Regions from separate parts of the Salmo salar genome. Here region 1 is linked to region 2. The links are chromatin contacts, called in public Hi-C maps. All regions are on one chromosome and are shown on one strand. Each heading gives the region's core, a stretch centred on a gene start, on an enhancer-like site or on the middle of the called end of the contact. The rest is flanking DNA. Distances are from core to core; before and after follow the strand shown. Region 1 holds the start of LOC106573252 (ankyrin repeat domain-containing protein 27). Region 2 overlaps LOC106573254 (iroquois-class homeodomain protein IRX-5-like).

Region 1 (7,533 bases), core at 3,884-6,383, 42 kb before region 2:
GATCCATAATAAATACAAATACAAATTCAACAACACCACGTTCAAAATGGAACAGACTGGGAGAGAACGGTTGTCACTAGTTACCCCAGTCACAAAGTCATGATTATAGCTAAACCATGCCCATTTCTACACTTCTGATTTTAAACCTAACCTTAATCACACTGCTAACCTTATGCCTAACCTTAAATTAAGTTGACTTTGTGGCTGTGCTATCTAGTGGAAACCAAAGAGAACTGTCTTGCTGCTGTTTCCATTATTCAACAAAACAATGTCACGACATTGCTTTTGTCGAATAAACCTGGGCCAATGGAAATCTGCCTACTGGCTGTCCGCCGGTAGTATCGATTGTTTGTTCTTACCGGTAGTATCGATTGTTTGTTCTTACCGGTAGTATCGATTGCTTGTTTGTTTGTCTAAACGTGTAAATGCTTGCTTACGAGCCCTTCCCAACGATGCAGAGTTTAAAAATAATAATACAAATAAAATAATAACACAAGTTGAGGAATAAAATAAAATACACAAGAATGGAGCTACAACTGAAGTGGGAAGTTTACATACACCTTAACCAAATACATCTAAACTCAGTTTTTCACAATTCCTGTGTCACGCCCTGACCGTGGACAGCCCTCGGGGTTCTCTATGGTGTTTTAGGTCAGGGCGTGACTAGGGGGATTTCTAGTTAGTTTATTTCTATGTTGGTGTATGTGTATGGTTCCAAATTAGAGGCAGCTGATTAATTGTTGCCTCTAATTGGGGATCATACTTAATGTGTTCCTTTTCCCACCTGCATTGTGGGATATTGTTTTGTATGTGTGCGCTACGTATTTCACATTGTTATATCGTTGTTGTTTTGAGAAGTTTCACTATTATTAAAATGTGGAACTCACGCTGCGCCTTGGTACAATTATTTATATGACGATCGTGACATTCTGACATTTAATCCTAGTAAAAATTCCCTGTTTTAGGTCAGTTAGAATCACCACTTTATTTTAAGAATGTGAAATGTCAGAATAATAGTAGAGAGAATGATTTATTTCAGCTTTTACTTCTTTCATTACATTCCCAGTGGGTCAGAAGTTTGCATACACTCAATTAGTATTTGGTAGCATTGCCTTTAAACTGTTTAACTTGGGTCAAATGTTTCGGGTAGCCTTCCACAAGCTTCCCACAATAAGTTGGGTGAATTTTGTCCCATTCCTCCTGACAGAGCTGGTGTAACAGTCAGGTTTGTAGGCCTCCTTGCTCGCACACACTTTTTCAGTTCTGCCCACAAACTTTCTATAGGATTGAGGTCAGGGCTTTGTGGTGGCCACTCCAATACCTTGACTTTGCTGTCCTTAAGCCATTTTGCCACAACTGTGAAGTATGCTTGGGGTCATTGTCCATTTGGAAGACCCATTTGCGACCAAGCTTTAACTTCCTGACTGATGTCTTGATATGTTGCTTCAATATATCCACATAATTTCCCTCCTCATGATGCCATTTATTTTGTGAAGTGCACCAGTCTCTCCTGCAGCAAAGCACCCCCACAACATGATGCTGCGGTTTGGATGGTGTTCTTCGGCTTGCAAGCCTCCCCCTTTTTCCTCCAAACATAACAATGGTCATTATGGCCAAACAGTTCTATTTTTGTTTCATCAGACTAGAAGACATTTCTCCAAAAAATACGATCTTTGTCCCCATGTGCAGTTGCAAACCGTAGTCTGGCTTTTTTATGGCGGTTTTGGAGCAGTGGCTTCTTCCTTGCTGAGCGGCCTTTCAGGTTATGTCGATATAGGTCTCGTTTTACTGTGGATATAGATACTTTTGTACCTGTTTCCTCCAGCATCTTCACAAGGTCCTTTGCTGTTGGTCTGGGATTGATTTGCACTTTCGCACCAAAGTACGTTCATCTCTAGGAGACAGAACGCGTCTCCTTCCTGAGCGGTATGACGGCTGCGTGGATAATCCCTGTCGTTTCTCCTGATTGAATTTTTATGTTCACTAAATCTCTGTTCTCTCGGTTTCAAATAAATGATATCATTACGTGTACCACCACCCATGTTATTTACATTATTAAATGTCCATGTGGGCTCTGCTATGTTGGTAAGACCTCCCGCTCTCTCAAACAGAGAATTAGTGAACATAAAAGTTCAATCAGGAGAAACGACAAGGATTATCCAGTCGCAGTACATTTTAATGACCTAAAACATGACATTTCTACCTTTAGATTTTGTGGCATAGAGAAAGTTAAGATATCAGACAGGGGAGGTGATATTAACAATACTCTGAGCAAAAGAGAATGTTTTTGGATTTTCACCCTCCAGACATTATTTCCTAAAGGACTTAATGATGAAATGCCTATGTATGTTATGTTGTGAATTTAAAATATGTCCCTATTTAAGATTACTCTGATGTTTTTCGTATGATGTACCCAATGATTAATGAAAACTTGATATGTCCTCATTGTGGTTTTATGTACATATTCAATGCGTCTTATTTATACACTTTTGTAGTATTTGTGAAATGCATATTGTTATGTTTGGTAGCACTTATTTATTTTTCCTTTGCCTTCAACCCCTTTCCATGCGTGGAACGGATGTGGGTGGGGCTAGGTCTACATAGAGGTGCTGTTTTCAGAAAATTCACAAAAGCTCTGACGAAGGCCGTTAGGCCGATACGTAAGCTTATTAAATATCAGTGATGCTATTAAGAGCAGTGTGCGGTTTCCTTTTTCCTTTAACCTGTTTCAACTGTTGCCATGCACCTGCAACAAGATTGCTCAGATGTGCGAGTGCCTTTTGAATTTTGCCCACATCACTAACAAATTATCATGGTCCAAACACACCAAGACAGTCATGAAGAGGGTACAACGCCTATTCCCCCTGAGGAGACTGAAAAGATTTGGCATGGTTCCTCAGATCCTCAAAAGGTTTTACAGCTGCATCATCGAGAGCATCCTGACTGGTTGCATCACCACTTGGGTTTGGGAACTGCTCGGCATCCGACCGCAAAGCGCTACAGAGGGTGGTGCGTAAGGCCCAGTACATCACTGGGGCCAAGCTTCGTGCCATCTAGAACCTCTATACCAGGCAATGTCAATAACACCGCTAAACAGAGTCAAATGGCTACCCTTACTATTTGCATTGACCCCCTTTTTTACCCTGCTGGTACTCGCTGTTTATTGTCAATGCATAGTCACTTTACCCCTACCTACATGTACATATTACCTCAACTAACCTGTACCCCCACACATTGACTTGGTACCGTTACCAAGTTATTTTATGCAAATGTATAGTTATATTTAATAAAGATTTGAAAGAGTTTGAAGTTGGGATAGCCTGAATGTTTTAAAGTTTGTCTTGTAGCTTAATTGGCCAAGGAACAGGTTCATTTTGAAAAGCTACATCTGTATTCCTATGGTTCTCATTTAAACCCATGTTAATTTATGCTAATTTAAAATAGTTATAGTTCATAAAGTACACATAGTATCAAAAATCCAGTCTGGACATTTGGCAGTTTGTTTTGTGTTAATAGCTTAAATCGTTTCAGCTCTCGAGTGGCGAATATATATATATATATATATATATATATATATATATATATATAAGAAAAATGTATTTCACCTTTATTTAACCAGGTAGGCCAGTTGAGAACAAGTTCTCGTTTACATCTGCGACCTGGTCAAGATAAAGCAAAGCAGTGCGACAAAAACAACACAGAGTTACACATAAACAAACGTACAGTCAATAACACAGAATAATAATAATAGGACTATGTAAGAAATGTAGAGTTTTATTTTGCTTTTCAAGCACACCTAATAAAAAAGAAATAATTACCAAGTGGTATTTACAACATACGACTGGGAAAAATCCACTTGAACACCCCTCCAACAGGTAATTACTAGTGGAAAACTTGTCCATCATCCCTGAGCCACAACTTCCTTCACATGCTGGCCTCTGACGTCACCTACTATGGAAATGACCTTGATAACAGCATTGTCAGCAGTTAAATGCAATAAGAAAACGTTATTTATAAAAAGAAAGGAGGCTGCTAAGGGGAGAACGGCTCATAACAATGGCCAGAACAGAGAAAATGGAATGGCATCAAACACCTGGAAACCATGTGTTTTGTGTATTTGAATCCATTCCACCTAATCCGCTAGTCATTACCACGAGCCCGTCCTCCCCAATTAAGGTGCCACCAACCTCCTGTGAATATATTAATATGGTTTTTGAACTCTATCATTTGTTGCCAAGCATGATTGCTGTACTTTTAGTTTATGGTTGACACAGCTTGTTGGCCATTAGCCAATCTGTGTTTCACAATGAGATCAAAGCATGTGAATGCATCCAAATCCAATACGATTTCACAACTGGTAATTACCACCTTCCCACTTGGTTATAAATGCAGCATAATACTTCGGTAAACAGCCTTTAGGGAAGATAACTGCCACAAAAAAACGAACCATCAATGAGCTTGCTGCACCTTCAGCTGCAAACTGCTCTAATTTGTTGGTGAAGATAGGAAGACCCCACTACTGAAGAGACACGAAATTCCCCCATTGAACTTTGCCACACCCCACCTAAACAAAATGGGGACATGTTATGTGGACCAGTTAATTAAGCAAAATTAGAGCTATTTTTGCAATACAGATCAGCGCTATGTTTACCGTTGACCAAATTAAGCATTATCGCTTTAAAGGAGATGGTAGGAAAAAACATATTTTGGAAGGATAAAGACCTGAGGAGAACTAGACCCCAGTGCATTTTTTTGTGGCCTACATGTTTGTTGTTTTATCACACTTAAATATAGATCACGTTGTTCTGTAACAATAACTTCTGTATCTACCAAACAAATGCAACATTTCAATCCAGTACAATAGTCAGTGGTAGGGTGGAGGGAGAAACCACCTTTGACAATCTTATTCTGCAAATTGATGGTGATCCAAATAGATTTCTCAGGGCAGTCATATATTATTTTAGGACCCACATGTTGACTTGCGGTATACTGTTATTAGATTTCGTACACTGCACGGTGGTGTCATCCTTTCCTTTGACGTTTTCACGAGCGCTCAGCCTTCACCAACGTATCAGGATCTACGGGATTGGCTTGCCGCGCCTGATTGGTTGACTAAACCACATTAGTCAATATTTTCCTCGTCATCAAGTTAGAGAGACCGGTAGTGCTGACAGCCAGACAGGCATCAAATGGTAGACTTTCTTCTGTTTACGGTCAGGCTTTTGAAGAAGTGCAATTTGCGATGCGATTCCGGTGTGTTTAGCAGATAAAGAGGTACGTTACGGACATAGCTATATATTGTGTTTGTATGAATGTCCATCCAAGCCGAGGTTGCTGTTGTTGTGACAGAAAACGTTAGCTGCTCATCTTTTAGCTAGCTAAATTAACGTTAGCTAGCTAACTTGCTAGCCAATGTAAGAACACATATTTGGCATTGAAACCTCTACCAATGGTCAATGTCGAAATGGCAGAACATTGACTTGATTGCTACGACTTTGAGTGAAGTGTTCCTCTCGATCTGGGCAGCTGTTATCGAGTTCAATGCTGTTTTGCTTGATTCCACTTACAAAACAAGCATTTGTTTGACATTGATTGTCACGTACAGCTCATCACACGAAATTGTTACCACATTTCACAATTTTCGGGAATATTGTTTAGCCATTACCTGGAAGTGTTCAACATGTGGAACTATAGTATCCCTGGGGCACCTGGCCTATTCGTTGTGACTAGAATGGATACAGCTTTTGTCATTTTTGACTTTTTGTAGCAGGTTAGAATTTAACATAGCAGGTTAGGAGAATTCGGTTATGGTTAGCTAATTTAACAAAAGCTGTATTCTTTCTAGGCATGACCAGCCTATCCACAGTGAGGTCTTGGGAAGACTAATAAGAACATAGGCCTAATGATCATTTGCACATGAGTGGGTGCAGAGCAACATGTGATTTTTGGGCTACTTGTACATCCAAAAATGGTTGAGACCGACATGGAAGTTCCCCCAAGAATGCAGAAAAAATTATATATGTCGGGGCTGTCATGCTCTGTAGAATTAACTTGGCAATGGAAACTGACATACTGTTTACTCTATACTTGAATATCAAACCAATTGTTTTTTAAATAATACAGTGCTTGCAGGTACAATTCATACAGTGACCTTAATAAACCTTGAGAGTCTGATACTATTGGGAAGTTATGGACAATTGTGTTAGATGTATAGCTCCATATGCTACAGGGCCTATACAATAGACCAGTTTTTCATTTAGTAGTATTGGCCAAGGAGTCTGTAGCCTATGTGTCAAAGGTCACCAGTCAGTCTTGAGAATTCCTAGACCATGAGGTCAGTGGTGTAATCTCTGTTACCCAGAAGTAAAATTCTCTTATCTCATGAAAGTTTGTCACTTCCTGTTTTATTGCTGGGCGGAATGCAGTAGAGCTCGTCATGCTTGTAGTCCTAATAACCGGAAATGAGTTACCTCTGGTTCGTTCAGCCATTTCTATGGGGAAAGCAAGGCAGTTAACCCTCAACAACAACGGGCACAGATGGGCTCCCCGGGCACAGATGGCGTCGATTTAAAGCAGCCCCCCGCACCTCTCTGATTCAGAGGGGTTAGGTTAAATGCGGAAGACACATATAGGTTGAATGCATTCAGTTGTGCAACTGACTAGGTATCCCCCCCCCCCCCAAATGTTTTGTTTTGATTTAATGAATTTTTACAATGCAGACAATTTTGACTTTGTGGCAGTGGAATCCAGTGGAAATTGGTTTATCATCTGCACCCGGGCTTGAAAATCATCAGTTCAAGCACTGCCTTCGTCCAATCCTGATTTGTACAAAAATCTATGACAAAAACCCAAACCAGGAACTGTTGCTGCATGTAATTACACAATTCTATGTGTGCCTTGACAGATTTTTACCGTTTAATCTTTCCATGAGAATTGGCCCACGAGTCCTTATGACTCAAATGTAATTGCATTACAGTAGTTATTCCACGTCCCTTATTGCCAGATGTTGCCCAAACAGTGTTTAATCGCAAATATGCCAAGCTTGCTTATACAAAAGATACACTTAGTGTATGCTGTTTAGCAAAGTTGCACCCGGCTGTATTTTCAGAAGCACTTGCGATCCAGCCGGAAATGTTGAATTGTAGTGTCCAATGGAAATGTGAGCGCATGGTGAGAGGATGTGTCATTGTGAAAACAGCCTGGTTCAACTTTACTAAATTGTGTACAGTAAGTGTATATTTTGTGTTTGAAAGATTCTTTCTCGCTTATGAGAGGGTTTCCAAAACTGTATTGCTAGCGAGGATTAACCCTATCAGTCCCAGCAAAAATGGGCTTTTCATTTATCTGACTTTCATTTATCTACATGTCTAGCCCATATATTTAGCCTCACAATGAAGTGTTTTACCATTTCTTTTCAGGGCAACCAGGGCTACAAGTAGAACACAAAACAGTGGTATTTAAAAGCCTTTGATGAGCACAATTTAAGATGGTCATCCACAAAATTTGATTTGTGGGCACATAAAACGATATCCA
Region 2 (7,291 bases), core at 963-3,462:
GTGCTGGCAACACTAGGTGCAGTAACACATGGGGAGGGGTTCACACTTGGACATTCAGAGAGGGGTAAAATGATTGTGCCCCTGGTGGCACAAAATAATCAAAGGTCTGACTGCACAGAGATGCTTGGGAAAATGGTCACAAAGGGGGACCAGTGCGTGTTTGTTTCAGGGGAAGGGGGTGTATCTGAGCTCCATCAGCTAGGACTTGACATTGCATGCCTCTCAAACAGCTACAACTGACTCATTTGCACATCAAGTCCTTTGAATTGGGCTCAGGGATGGAACGACCATTGAATATCTCCGCCTGTGTTTGTTTTTGGGGGAATGGTGGGGAGTGTGTGTGTGTACAGTTGAAGTCGGAAGTTTGCATACACCTTAGCCAAATACATTTAAACTCAGTTTTTCATCAAACAATACCACATAATGAAAAAGCAAAAACAGTTTTTTATAATTTTATTGCCCATTTATTTTTAAAAAATCATTAAACTGATATCACATTTACATAAGTATTCAGACCCTTTACTTTGCTGAAGCACCTTTGGCAGCGATTACAGCCTCGAGTCTTCTTGTGTAACAGTTTAGCTTCCGTCCCTCTCCTCGCCCCTACCTGGGCTCAAACCAGGGACCCTCTGCACACATCATCAACAGCCACCCACAAAGCATCGTTACCCATCGCTCCACAAAAGCCGCGGCCCTTGCAGAGCAAGGGGAACAACTACTTCAAAGTCTCAGAGCAAGTGACGTCACCGATTGAAACGCTATTAGCGCGCACCACTGCTAACTAGCTAGCCATTTCACATCGGTTACACTTGGCACATACAGCACACCTGTATTTGGGGAGTTTCTCCCATTCTTCTCTTCAGATCCTTTCAAGCTCTGCCAGGTTGAATGGGGAGTGTCACTGCACAGCTATTTTCAGGTCTCTCCAGAAGATGTTCAATCGGGTTCAAGTCCAGGCTCTGGCTGGACCACTCAAGGACATTCAGACACTTGTCCCGAAGCCACTCCTGCGTTATCTTGGGTGTGTGCTTAGGGTCGTTGTCCTGTTGGAAGGTGAACCTTCACCCTAGTCTGAGGTCCTGAGCACTCTGGAGCAGGTTTTCATCAATGATCTCTCTGTACTTTGCTCTGTTCATCTTTCCCTCAATCATGACTAGTCTCCCAGTCCCTGCCGCTGAAAAACATCCCAACAAAATGATGCTGCCACCACCATGCTTCACCGTAGGGATGGTGCCAGGTTTCCTCCAGACATGAAGCTTGGCATTCAGGCCAAAGAGTAAAATCTTGGTTTCGTCAGACCAGAAAATCTTGTTTCTCTCTGATAGTCCTTTAGGTGCCTTTTGGCAAACTCCAAGCGGGCTGTCATGTGCCTTTTACTCAGGAGTGGCTTCCGTCTGGCCACTCTACCATAAAGGTCTGATTGGTGGAGTGCTGCAGTGATGGCTGTCCTTCTGGAAGGTTCTCCCATCTCCACAGAGGAACTCTGGAGCTCTGCCAGAGTGACCATTGGGTTCTTGGTCACCTCCCTGACCAAGGCCCTTCTCCCCCGATTGCTCAGTTTGGCCGGGCGGCCAGCTCTAGGAAGAGTGTTGGTGGTTCCACATTTCTTCCATTTAAGAATGATGCACTGTGCTCTTGGGGACCTTCAATGCTGCAGAAATGTTTGTACCCTTCCCCAGATCTGTGCCTCGACACAATACTGTCTCGGAGCGCTACGGACAATTCCTTTGACCTCATGGCTTGGTTTTTATTCAGACATGCACTGTCAGCTGTGGGACCTTTATATAGACAGTTGTGTGCCTTTCCAAATTGTGTGCAATCAATTGAATTTACCACAGGTGGACTCCAATGAAGTTGTAGAAACATCAAGGATGATCAATGGGAACAGGATGCACCTGAGCTCAATTTCTTGTCTCATAGCAAATGGTCTGAATACTTATGTAAATAAGGTATTTCAGTTTCTAAAACCCTGCTTTTGCTTTGTCATTATGGTGTGTTGTGTGTAGATTGAGGAAAATGTTTCATTTAATCAATTTTAGAATAAGGCTGCAACGTAACAAAATGTGGAAAAAGTCTAGGGGCCTGAATACTGATACTGATTCAAAGCCTCACAATGGCCAATACAAAGCATCAGCAGCATGTATATACAGACATGATTGGTCATATCTCATGTCTAACAATGGGATTCGCTGTCCTCAGAGAGGAAGAGGCAGGGATGAAGCAAGATCACGTGGGACCATTCTAGCCAATGAGAAGGCAGTTATCGTGTGCACAACAGGCACAACTCCTAAATAAAATAGTTTTCCTCAAAGTTGTCGGTATGCCTCGTGTGTACTTATATTTGTACTTTCGTAACAACCGAAACATCACAAAACGTATATTCGATCAAATAGTAAATAAGCCATTAAATTGTTTGTTGACCAAATTCGACACTCTCATCGACCTCCTTACAAAAATCTTCACTTGGTGGGTGAACATTTTTTTTTTAGGCCGAGTCACCAGTCTGGCTTCACCTTCTACTCTAGTTCAGCTCAGTCACAAAGAGGAAGAACTTTGCAGCAGGTGGGTGGTAAACATTCAAATAAGACCCAGCCCTGAAATGAAACGTAGTCTGAAAAGTATTTGCACGTCATCTATAAAAGGGAAACAGCATTGACACAGATTTCCATGAATGTCCCACTTCGGATTTCCCATGTATAGCCCATCATACTTTGACTAAAACTATGACTTTGACTTAAATCAATATACACCATCATGGATAAGCTCAGGGCATCGTCTTTCAGTTGAACAAAAGTGAATTTCCGCTGTTGTGGTAATTTTAAGTACGCTCGTTCTACTCATTTTAATGTAATGGTATCCACCACTAGATGGCGGTGTTTACCCTACAATTTGTGTTGCCTTCCGCCACGGGCGATCCAATAGCGGGGCCCTAGGTGCTACCAGAGGAGTTAGTAGCAACCAGAGACAACAGCCGAGCCTCTGTCTAAGAATGTTGCTTTCTGCTGTGGCACCAGGGAGTCCATATTGCGCTGACAGTTCATGTATGACACTGTCAACTTGGCACGAGTGTGGAGTGCCATGGTGTTCATGGCATCCAGGCAGACCCTGGGCGTTCTCTTTGCGTGGTCCTGACTGAAACAGGTGAAGCGTACTCCGTGGCCGTCTGCTTAGGGGATGTAAGGGAGGTAGGAGGTTCAGTACTTCAAGGCAGGTGCCATTACAAGCTTCAGCCTCCCGGCTCGCAGCAGGGGACAGTTAAGAGTGCAAGGTGTCTTCCACAGACTCATGGTCAGTCAATGTCAGTCCTTGTATTCTCTGTCCATGAGTGTGGTTACAATTTACCAGACCCATCTTTTAGCTTTATACCAAACCGAGTGACGGGAAGGGCTTGATCAACACAAACTCAGAGCTGTGTCAAAGATATTAGAGTTTGACTAGTTTATTGCTTTGCCTTTTCGTCTCTGCTTTAAGGTAATTCCCAAACGTGAGGGTGGAAAAACAGAGTTACAGTGAAACAGATGTACCTGACAGAATGCCAACAGCCAAACCCATGGAAGGCATGTCCTGCTGTGTGACATTCAACAGTGAGGGTCACCGGAGGTATGACTCTAAGCGAACAGCACCACCTGGAAACGACACACACTATCACGAGCTCAGTATGGCAACACTGGAGGAAAGTGTATAAAATATTGTGAAAACTTATCTAGGATTTTCTACCTGGTCTCATGCTACATCAGCCAAGCCTTTGTTGAAAAAACGTCAAGCGTTGACATTTGTTTGACCTTTTTTTTTTTTTAGGAGAACATAAACAAATGAAAAACATTTTGGGGCAGCGATATTGCATGCTACAAAATGCTTCTCGTCTGCAGTTACTTCGCCTAGCCCACATTCGGTAGGGAATGTAGGCAGTGGTTTTTGATTGGGTGTCTCTGTGGTTGCTGTGTATTTGTACTCGCACAAGAGGGCCCTCCAGGCAAAGTTATGGTTACATGAATCTATTCTACACGTCTGCCTCAGTCTGTTGTGTCTACCCTCCTAGAAAGCTAGGGGGCGTGCAGGCTTTTGTTCCAACCTTAACTCTAACACACCTGATTCAGCTAATCGAGGTCCTGAGGTAAAAGGGATGGAATTTGTTTTGCAGGAGGGTAGCCCCCCTGCTCTGAACACCACATGAAGTTATATGTAAAATGAGGATGACACATGAAGTCATTATGTGTAAAGCACTTTAAAACATTGGGAAAAGTGCTATTGAAATGCAAGACTTGCAAATGGCTTGTTTCTATTATTTTCATATGAAAGGTACTGCATGGGATGATGTGGGGGAGAGACAGCTTGTTTTTGAGGCAGAACATTACCTCTGCCCTCAGAGACTGGGCCGTTCACCCTGGCGTTCTACCTCTGAAAGACCAACTCTGAGAACAGATGTTTCTATAGAGGTCCTAGAGGGAGAGGAGCGGGGAGAAGGTGAGGAGGTGGAGAGAAGATGGTGAAGGTACTGCATGGCAGGGGGGTTAGGAGACATCAGATCCTAACATCTGTCATTCTTAGGGGTTATCCCATGCAGAGTGGACCCCACACTGGTTGAGAGACATGTCCCAACAGTGTCGGATGTCTGGTGGTGTTTAGCTTCGATGCACAACACAGTTGGGAAAGAGAGACATATGGGCCCTAAAGTCAATCAAACGATTACTTAAACTAAAATGTTAACATTTGCAGTTATCTATTGAATGCAACTTTGGCCAATTTACACAGAGGACCGCTCTTAAATAAGTTCTGAGGGTATATCTCTGGTGTGATCGAGTTACTACACAGATGGACTCTTTTTAGATTTTATGAAACGGATCATTTTCTTTAAAGAAGTGGTCATGGGCCAATCGTTTGAATGCGTTATATGGACCAATTTAGCAATATTAACATGTCATAGCCACTAGCCAGGCGTAATAATACTCATCCATCAATTACGACTTGATTATTTGAGGATTTATAAGCCTTTGTTTTTTGCTGTTATTTATCATATTTAAACTCCTTTTTTAGACATTGTGGTAGACTGGACTTGGCCCCATGGGCTGCCATTTGTGTATCTGGGACCTTGAAGTAATTCTATAAAACTAAATGGGTAGATATTCTGCACTATTCAAAAACGAAATTGTCATATTTTGCCATCGTGATAAAATGATCCATATACTATCAATTTGAGTTTAACGTTTAAAAGGATACCATGTATTCTTCTTATGGCCTTTGTGTAGCCTGAGTTTTTACTGAAACCAACACCAGAGATGTGCATACAAATACAAAGATTAAGTAGCTTACTGAAAATGTAAATTGTCCAAATGTTTATTTTTATATAATCTATTAAAGGTTTGCATAAGATCATGGTGTGTCTTTGAGCTGACTATAGGCCTAGAACATCTCGATAAATCTTTAAACATCCATAGACAAACGTGTTTATGATGTCATTTATTCACACTTTCTCTGTTAGTTATCAGCTTCGAAAAGGACTTGTATGCCAAGTGGCTTTTGAGCAAAATATAGCCTATGCAGAAAGCAACGAAAAAATCACTAACATAGAAAACATGTTATTGCTTTATCTACTTTAGAGATTACATAGCCTTTTAAGTCATTGTGAATTTAGTAGGCCTACACAGAGTTTAGTACACAGTGGCGCGTTTTTCCTCACCTTTCTCTGCATGTTTTGTTACTGTTTGGCTCTTGCAATTCCATGATTAAGAGAAATCCCCTCCTTCAGGAAAAATTCGAATTTACACACTTAATTCCTTGAAGATGGCCTCGGAAAATGTAAGCTTCGTAAGTGTTGATATTTTAAAAACCCAGATATATGCCTGGTTACTGTGGAATATTTTGTGGTTTGATCAAATGTAATTTCCTCTCTGCTCAAATTAAAAATAAATAAAAAACAGACTAGAGCATTTCTGATATAAGGATTACATTTTCCACAGTTGCTTCAAGTAATGGCTACTAAAATCTAGACTACATGCAGAGGGAATTTGGAGAATAATGTATAGCCTACTTATTGCAATACAGGACATATTGCGTATTGGAATGGTGCTTTGATAATGCAGTCAATGCAATGATGGATAGTTTTTTTTTAAATCCAGTAATCCAATACTTTTGCCGGCATTGGCAACTTTCTGTGTGGAGTTGTGCGCTTCACATGGCTGTGATTATTTGACAAAGCACACGTCAACTATTGCAGCCATGCAACACGAAATTAACCAAAGTCAATAGAAATGACAAAGTAACACACTTTTCTTCTAAAAAAGACTACAATAAAACTAGTCTTCTTTAATTAATAATTATTCACCACGTGGTTTGACAAAGGAATCCACTTTTTTTCTCCACATTATCCTTTAAAAAAATTCGATATGTAATAATTGAATATTCACATTCCTAAATAATTGTTTGTTGCCTTTTTAGGGACTCCCAAGAATAGTCATTGTCAATGTTTCATTTGCATCCCAATACGTTTTTCCCCCACTGAAAATATCGTTTATTTTCCCAGTTGGACAATAAATAAATGTCTATATAGAGCCTATAGCTTACCAAATGTCACACAGGCTACTAGACATGTGTCATACCTTTCTTAATTTCATATCTCAAGTCTTTACAAATATCTATCTGTGTTTGGCTCCTGGCTTGGCTGTCTCTTGCCAGAGCCTCGGCTCTGTGTAACATAGTTTGATGTAATCCATTTAAATGTGTCGCTGGCCCCACGTTGGATCCGGGACTCTGCAGGTGTCCAAAAGTGCCATGATAGTTCGAGTAACCCTGGAAAAAGGGAGACGTATAATAGACATGTCTGGATAGGGCTGCACTGTGAGGGAAAAGATTCTGAGGAGCGTCTCGCAATGGAGATGACATAGGCCTACCGCCCGGAATCTCTGTACGTAATTGTCTGGGCACGGTCTGAGAGGCATCACTACATCCTTTACATTTATCCGAAGAAGTTGCAATCTCCGCGAGCGACCACAGTTTTGGTTTCGGGGCCGGAAGAGCCGAGTGAATCACTGATGTGGCATTGCTGGAGTTGCCTGAGTCATTACGCCTCGGTGGACTTTCCGAGGCTGCCGAGTCTGAATCCCTTTCCACTCCAAGGTCCGCGTTTTGGGGAGATGCTGCGGTGGTGGGCCGTGGCATCTCGGGCACTCTCCTGTCCCCGTGGTCCTTTACATTCGGATCAATTAAGACAGGTTCCATGTCATTGCCGCAATTGTCCTCTTTGTATTTCTCACAGGGGATTCCCACTGGATTTGGATGCTGCCCAACTGCAAGA

Evidence for each region. A called contact is a pair of places that touch in the nucleus more often than the background predicts.
Region 1: a contact with region 2 is called in a Hi-C map of blood, with 2.3 times the contacts expected there. The contact joins the promoter of LOC106573252 here to the enhancer-like site in region 2. A contact is called at or near these places in 2 of 3 Hi-C or Micro-C datasets (blood and muscle).

The regions. Positions count from the first base shown.
Region 1 is chrssa16:10,404,552-10,412,084 of Ssal_v3.1, reverse strand. LOC106573252 (ankyrin repeat domain-containing protein 27) reads left to right here and starts at 5,133. Exons shown (of 27, transcript XM_014148155.2): 1 at 5,133-5,274.
Region 2 is chrssa16:10,360,167-10,367,457 of Ssal_v3.1, reverse strand. It overlaps LOC106573254 (iroquois-class homeodomain protein IRX-5-like), which reads right to left. Exons shown (of 3, transcript XM_014148158.2): 3 at 6,266-7,283. The coding sequence ends at 6,580. Among protein-coding and RNA genes, the nearest start is that of LOC106573254, 5.3 kb to the right of the region's middle. Within about 2 kb of position 2,212, at least 8 of the 13 cell types and tissues checked have an H3K27ac peak or open chromatin away from gene starts, as enhancers often do.